Linked DNA regions of Ovis aries: region 1 is linked to region 2. A link is a contact called in public Hi-C data. All regions are on one chromosome and are shown on one strand. The core of a region is the stretch at or near the end of the contact, and the rest is flanking DNA. Distances in the headings are between cores, read along the strand shown. Region 1 holds the start of MTG2 (mitochondrial ribosome associated GTPase 2). Region 2 holds the start of RPS21 (ribosomal protein S21).

Region 1 (4,027 bases), core at 901-3,400, 150 kb before region 2:
AAAGAGGGATCAATGACTTTGTTCCAAATAAGTAGGAATCCAAGAAGGCAACTGTGATCAGCCTCACCCAGGGAGAGAGGTGTTAACTGAAGGAAGGAGAGGGTAGTCCTCTGGAGTTACTTTGGGTTTGACTCTTGTTTATCGGATGGTCGTTTCTGGAATTTTAATATGTAATATGCTCAATTCTAAATTCATAATTTAAAATAGTGACACCGAATTCTCCAAAGAGTTGGCAAGTTATTTTATACTTCTTCCAGGACCTGCTTATTCAGATCGCCAAGCGAGCATTCCTTTTCATTTAGGAATATCTGAAATTCACATCTTAAAGAGAACACCACTGATTTCACTGTGTTCTTCCTAAAAAGAAGGAAAGCTCTAACGCAGAGAAATTTGAGTCGTTTTTACATTCCTAGGACATTAAATGCCATTTAAATTCTGCGCAAATGTTAAAGATAGCTCATGTGGAAAAGTCAGGTCAAAGGAAAAGTTATACATTTCACTAGTAAGTCATACAGACATTTTATCAACCTTTACTTGGATAATAATACCCATATTTATTATGGTCCCTTTAAAAACATCTTTGGGTAAATGCTGACATATTTCCAAGAACCAAAAAATTTTTTTAAAAAATCCAATTCTTGATATCAAGTCTACTGAAGTTGATGTTTTAGTGAAGTCTTATGTTTTAAAATTTTAAGGTAGTACTTTATGCATAATTGGATGCTTTGCAGTCTAGAAGACATTTTTTATGTGTTTCTAGCAGGATGAATTCCGTCCCCACTGGGAACATGGCGACAGTTACTGTTGCTGTTTTACAGGTGAAGCACCAGGGCTCATTGAAGGGACAGCTGGGGTCCAGTACAAGTCCTGTTCTAGGACGTTCTGCCCTCTTCTGTGGAGACAGAATCACAGGGACAGTGGGATAGAAATGTTTATTTTGTAGACTTTCGGGTTTTAGAAACCCTTAATACTAGTAAGGGCTTAAAAAATACATCTCTATATTAAATTACTTAAGTGAGAGCCCTTAATTGCTAAATGACACAGACATTAGCAATTTCAATTTAGGGAGTCATTTCCCTTCATTTTGTTCTGTTCTTTCCTGACAATTTTCATAGAAGTAATTTGCAAACTCAATCGGGGATTAAAATTTCCTGTTGAAAATGTTAAAACATTTGAGAACTGTGAAAATAGTTTATTTTTATTCTTTGCCAATATGGGAATATGCCTTTTGTGTGTGTGTGTGTTTTTTTAAGTGCTGTATTAATACTTTTTGAAGGAAAAGGACACTTGAAAAAATCTTATCCCAAAACTTCAATCTGAAATGTCTTACATTAAGAATTTCTTGAATGTTGTGTATATATTTTAAAAAGCACTTTGTGAAATAGTTTGTACATTTATTTCCTAATTTATACATGATTGTTGGTGTTAATATATTTAATGATTAATAACAAAATGTTTATTTAACGTGCCGTCCATTTTTATGTAATGTGGGGAGTGATGCCAGCGGCTCGTCACTCTCGTGTCTCTTCTGTCCGCGGCAGCTCAGGCCGAAGCGAGTTGTCCGCGCGGCGCGGTCGGTGCCGCCTGGTCTCCCGGCCGAGGTGCGGGCGCCCGGGCGGCGACCCCGCCCCGGCCGCGTCTGGACTCGGCATCTCCGGCCCGGCACGGCCGACCGAGCATCTCTCCCGCGCCCAGCCGGAGCCTCGCCTCGGCGGTCGCTGAGCGCCGGCGGCCGCTCAACCTCGGAGCCAGAGGTGGGCGTCTGACCATTTGGCCGTGACCGGGCAGGTCGCCCCGTCTCGTTCACGAGCACAGGCCGTCCTCGGACAACCGTCCTCATCCGCCGTTTCTCTCTTCAGTCGGACTTTGGCGTCTTGTTTTATGCCTTTGGTGTGATTAATAAACTGGCTCTTCGAGAACCGACCTGAAGACTGAGTTTCCGTGAGGTGATGGGGAGCCGGAAGCCGCGGTGGGAGAGGGTTGCCCGGCCGGCGGTGTCGGAGTCCCTGGGTTCAAAGGAAACACCCTCCCACCTGCTGGAAACCCTCCTCGGCTCTCCCCGGACGCCCGTAGCCCCTCCCCCTCTCGCACATGCGCGCTGAGGAACCCTGCGCAGGCGGGGCCGGTCCCGGAAGTGATCCCTGGAGGCGGCCCCGGAAGTGACGTGCCCGCGGAGTGGTGAGTGTGGGTAGCGTCCGGGCACCCGTGGGAGAGGGTAGGGCACAGGAGTGGGACCGAGCGCGCCCTCGAGTCCCTGGCCCGGGCTTCCTGCTTCCCTTTAGCCCGCGTGGGCGCGCTCCGGCAGCCCGGAGACGCCCTCGGGCCGAGGTCCTCGCGGGTGTTGTTCTGTACTTGCGGTGGCGCGGTCGCACAGAACAGTGTGAGCGTGAACACGGGTGTAGAGTTCTGCAGAAGCAGCGTCCTGCTCTGAGGGCAGCTCGGGGCAGGCTGGACTTCTCAGACTCGTCCTGGTCTGGCACCCCGGTCCGTCAGGAGGGGGCTTCCTTCTGTAGAGGACCCTTCTCGAGACACGAGCGGAAAGGAGAACACGCTTTTAAATGATAGTTCTCAGGCACATAGATTTTAGCAGCGGAAACGTGTCCAGAGTTAAGAAACACAACATTGATTCTTTAAAAATGACCTTTGCCTTGGTGCCCTGGACGGTGGTCGTGTGTGTGTCCCGCATTTGAAGAACACTGCTGTGAATCACTGGTGCAGTGAGGATACTACGTGAAGTGGGCAAGTGACAGCCTCTCTTGAGTCTCAGCCTCCACTGCTTTAAAATGGGCGTGCAAAATGTAAGGGTCCGAAATCCTGGCACGGTCTCTTGAGGACAATTTAAGGAGGGTGTAAAGGCCCCCATTTGAAGGGGAGCATTCAGGGAAACAGCAGAGTTGATGTTTTTATCTGGAGCTGGTGACAATGGCGTTGCTGCCGCTCCTGGACGCCCGCAGGGTAAGGAGAAGGACCAGGACAGAGGAGCGTAGACATGGCCTCCTTGGCTGGTGGTGCAGCCTTCAGTCGATATCCAGCTGTTGCTACTCCATCCAGCCATTGCCCAACAGCAAGGCAACTGAGGGTGGTCCTGCAGGGTATTCTCTTGAAACAGCAGCGTGGGAAAGGAGTCTAGAAAAGCAAATGGGGAAAATCCAGTATGCGGTGTTATCTCTCATAGGGTTGTAAGAAACAAATGGGTTTGTTTTGGCGTGGGGGCGGGGGGTTGTCCTCAAGATTTATGGGCTCTCAGTTCCCTGGCCACAGAGGGAGCCTAGGCTTCTGGCAGTGAGAGCCCAGAATTCTAACCACTAGGCCACCAGGGAACTCTTTCCAAGTGGCATATGGGCTAAGAGGGCCTGACTCCTGTGGAAAGTGGTGAGTGAGGTGAGAGCTTCCTTCGTGGGCTCATTTATTTCAGAAACGTAGATCAGGATTTTTTTGGCCCAGGAACCCACACTTCTTTAGTTTCAATTTCATGTTCAGGTTTAAACCAGATGTCTTATTTTACCAGTTTGCCTTTTGTTAAGGAGTTATGATACCTTCAAGGCTTTTCTCAGCGAGACCCCAAGCGGTGTTGGAGGGTGTGGGGTGCTGGATGCTAGCAGCCCGCATGGTCCATGGGCCCAGCCGCCTTCTTCTGCTGCGCGCTTCTCCCAGACTGCTCTCAGTCAGCTGTGCGGACTGCACCAAGCACCAGGAACCACCCAGGAAGCAGCCACTCTCGGAGAAAAAACTGGTGAGACTTCTAGAAACCCTGAAGGGATTTGCCTCCAGTTTCCTCATTGGAAGTCACGGGGTGTTGTTTTGAGCTCCCACTATCTTGTCTTCATTTATCCTTGAAGATGAGGACATGAGATGAAGGCCTGTGGATACCAAGTACCATGCGGGCCAAAACTGTGGTGGCCCCAAGGTGGTACCCAGTGTGGTAGAAGTGATGACCCTTCTGGGTATTCTCTGCCTTCACCAGGAGGGTGCCCAGACTCCTGTATCACTAGCCTATGTGTCTGAGATAAGTATTACATATATTCTT
Region 2 (3,674 bases), core at 865-3,364:
CCCTCCTTTTTAAAGATGAACAACATTCCACTGTGTGCATAGACGATATCCCGCTTATCCCTTCACCCACCCAAACACGTGGGTTGCTTCCATCATAGACTACTGTGAATAATGCTGCTGTGAATGTGGCTGTACAGATCTCTTCAAGACACCACTTTCAAAGTCACTGTAGTCATTCTAATGGGTGTGAGTGGATTTTGTTACACGTGCAAGTGAAGCAAACTATGGACAAGGCACAGATTAAAAATCCAACCGCCCCTTCTAAACAGCTGGGAGCAAAAGCACGGTACCAGCGCATGCCCCTTGCACTTAACACTACCAAAGAGATGGGCAAACCACCTAAGCTCCCCTCCAGCCCAATCCCTGGACCCACTCCTACCTTCACACCATACAATGGAGCGAACAAGGGAACCTATTACTTGTTTTCACTCCTTCCTACTGCAGCAGGAACCCTGATAAAGCCTTGCCTGAATTTCTTATCTCATCTCATATCAATTTCTATTGAATAGGGAGGACAAGAAAGGCTTCCCAGGTGGTACTAGTGGTAAAGAATCCACCTGCCAGTGCAGGAGATCCAGGTTTGACCCCTGAGTTGGGAAGATTCCCTGGAGGGCATGGCAGCCCATTCCAGTATTCTTGCCTGGAGAATTCCATGGATAGAGGAGCCTGGAGGCCTACAGTCCATGTGGTCGCAGAGTCTGAAGCAATTTAGTACACATGCATGCAGGGAGGACAAGAACCCTGGTCCATAATACAACCACAGACATAAACACGTGCTGCACGTGTCCCTGCACGTGCTGGGGGTCCTGGAAAGGGCACACATCTCTCCAGCTGGCACCAACAGGGAATGATGACCTTCCTACAGGGCACTGGCCTCAGTGACCTGAGGCCCAGCTGCCAGAGCCCAGTGGAAGCAACAGCAAACACACTGCCCACTCGAACACTGGTTTTCAGGTATGAGTAGCCTCAGCTGTGACCAGGCCCAGACATTAAATTCTCCCGGACCTGTACAGAAGTTGGCTGTGACTCAAATGGGGCGCCGTGAGGACAGGCCGACCAGGATCATTCGCAGTCGCCACAAGGTGAGCAGACACAGCCTTGGAAGAGCCCTCACCTGTGCGACCTCACAGAGACTTGAGTTGGGGAAGTGAGGTGGGACCCTATCTTGGAGGACCGGGAGGGTTTGCCGAGTAAGAGGTATCGGGATTTCGGAGGCTCCACTGCTGGGCTCGGCCCTGGCCAGCAGGGGCGGCGGGGTGTATAAGCTCTGGGAGTCGACCCCCGAGGGGCCCTCTCTCTCATCTGAAAGATGAAGTCCCAAGGGGGTGTTTCAACTGAGACGGCGGGGCACAATCACAGGATTGCGGGACGGAGGGCTCTGGAATTATCTCTGCAGCCTGGAGTTTTTCTTTTTTCTTCATTAACAGACCCTCGCACCAGGGGCGGGCCTGGCATAGACTGCTCTGGGGAGGATGGAGCGGGACTCATGTGGCGGAAGGGTCTTGAGCAGGGCCGATAGTGCTGAGCACCCGCCGTGCGGGTTTGACCTGGCTCAGCCACGAGGCGTGGCCGAGCTCCTTTCTAGCTCAGGCCCCGGTTTCTGGGGCAGTTAAGTTCCACTTTTGGGAGGAGCCCGTCACCGCAGCCCTGCCACTCCTCCCTCAGGACCGCAGGGCTCGCTCTTGCTCTTATAACCAGCGGCGCCCGTTCTGTGTCCATCTTCGAGGTGCTTGGCTCTGGTCTAAGACCCCCGGAGCGGTCTGTAGCTCCCACGTGCTGACAACCCGGCTCGTGCCAGCGCTCCCGCCCTCCCACCTGGGTCGGGTCCAGCCTGGGCGGCCCTTGGCACTAGCCGATCCCGGCGGCGGGAAGCGTCCACCTGGGCGAAAACCACCGTTGTGAAGACGCGCCCACCTGCGGTCTCACAAGTTCGCACCAGCCACCAGCCCATATCCATGGTATATCCGGAAGTTTCAGGCCACCGGAAGCGGAAATGCGTCACAGCGACGGGACCCTCCCCCGCGCGCAAACTCGCGGCGGAGCGCGGGACCCGGAAGTACTCGCCGAGGTCCCGCCTCGCCCGCCAATAGCGCTGCCGGGGGAAGCGGCCCTTCCTTTCTGCGCTCGCGCTCATCGTGGTACCATCAGGTGGGGTGCGCGGCTGGCGTCCGGGCAAGTAGGACGGCGCGGGGCCCGAGGTCGGGAGGGAGGATGGCACGGGGTCTGGGATCAGTGCAGGAGAACGGCTTTAGGGTCCGCGGTCGGTGGGTGGGGGGTCGGCGCTGGGCCCGGCATCGGGACGGGAACTTAGCCAGGCGCGCGGTGGTCGGGGCTGGACTGGGAGGGGCGCGCGGACACGGTCCGTTCTCAAGAAGCCGCCTTGGGGTCCCGCAGACGCTCGCTCAACATGCAGAACGACGCCGGTGAGTTCGTGGACCTGTATGTGCCGCGGAAATGGTGAGCTTCCCCCTCTCCTGCCCCTAAACCCCCCCACCCCCAACCTACATCTCCCAGCTCACTGCGCTGCCTCCCGCAGCTCCGCCAGCAACCGTATCATCGGCGCCAAGGATCATGCGTCCATCCAGATGAACGTGGCCGAGGTGAGCTGGGCGGCCGCAGGGCCTACCCGCTGTGTGAGGGGGCGAGGTCGGGCGGACTTGCACGTTGATTTCCAAACCTCAAGTTTCGACCCGAAGATGCTTGGGCACCTCTTTATGACTCCTTTTTTCAATTTTTAGGTTGACAAGGTGACAGGCAGGTTCAACGGCCAGTTTAAAACCTACGCTATCTGCGGGGCCATTCGCAGGATGGTGTGTGTCTCGGGGCCCCTCGCTTACCTTGTGGGCTTTTGAACTGGAGTAGCGTCCCTTTCGCTGTCCCCAAGCCTGAGCGGGTTTGTTGGCGAAATGGACTGGAGCCTGTTGGATCAGATTGTGCTGGTTGCCAGCCTCTTCCTGGGGTTGGAAATAGGACGCTCAGGATCCAAAAAAAGGGCCAGCCCACCTTGGAAAACCTCGGAGCTTTCCAGTTGTCACAGGGACCTCCTTGAGACCCTGTCCCCCACTGCAGAGTCGGCGGTCTGCCTGTTGCTAGCTAGTCTCCACTTGGTCCAACCGGTGGGCAGCTGGTCCCAACCTGCTTTTTCCCCTAGGGCGAGTCAGATGACTCCATTCTCCGGCTGGCCAAGGCTGATGGCATCGTCTCAAAGTAAGAGGACTGGAGTTTGGGCATTGGGGCCCAGGATGCTTCAGAAACCAGGTTTTAATGTTGTCCTTTTTTGTTCCAGGAACTTCTGACTGAAGAGGATCCTGGATATGGAATATTTGTTATAAATAAATAGTGAAAATTTATCTGCTTCATTCTGTGTTTTTTTTTTGGGGGGGCGTGGCAGGCTCTTCTGGGCTCTGGAGTGTTGGGGGTGATCGCTGAAAGACAGCCTGTGACACATGTTGCAAAACCAAATTTTACTTAAAGCACAAATACATTACTTTTTGCAAACAGATCTTGACACTTGACAGTGAGGTCAGACAGCCACTTAGCGCACATTTTAAGTCTATGGTGCCTTCCAGGCGCTGAGGGAGTAGCCCCAAGCCCTTGGACACAGGTGTCTGGGGTGACAGTTCAGCCTGAAGTTTAATGCCTTAAATACTGGCTTCACTTGAGTACCACACGGT

What was found. A called contact is a pair of places that touch in the nucleus more often than the background predicts.
Region 1: a Hi-C map of liver shows a contact between it and region 2, with 3 times the contacts expected there. The contact joins the promoter of MTG2 here to the promoter of RPS21 in region 2. A contact is called at or near these places in 5 of 16 Hi-C or Micro-C datasets (blood, hypothalamus, liver and 1 more).

Annotation. Positions count from the first base shown.
Region 1 is chr13:54,717,951-54,721,977 of ARS-UI_Ramb_v3.0, reverse strand. MTG2 (mitochondrial ribosome associated GTPase 2) reads left to right here and starts at 2,150. Exons shown (of 7, transcript XM_060396942.1): 1 at 2,150-2,178; 2 at 3,525-3,733. The coding sequence starts at 3,530. SS18L1 (SS18L1 subunit of BAF chromatin remodeling complex) reads left to right here. Exons shown (of 12, transcript XM_060396943.1): 12 at 1-1,923.
Region 2 is chr13:54,564,900-54,568,573 of ARS-UI_Ramb_v3.0, reverse strand. RPS21 (ribosomal protein S21) reads left to right here and starts at 2,114. Exons shown (of 6, transcript XM_042229904.2): 1 at 2,114-2,198; 2 at 2,395-2,457; 3 at 2,537-2,600; 4 at 2,739-2,810; 5 at 3,152-3,207; 6 at 3,287-3,350. The coding sequence starts at 2,408. The coding sequence ends at 3,296. It overlaps CABLES2 (Cdk5 and Abl enzyme substrate 2), which reads right to left. Exons shown (of 10, transcript XM_027976972.2): 10 at 3,450-3,674.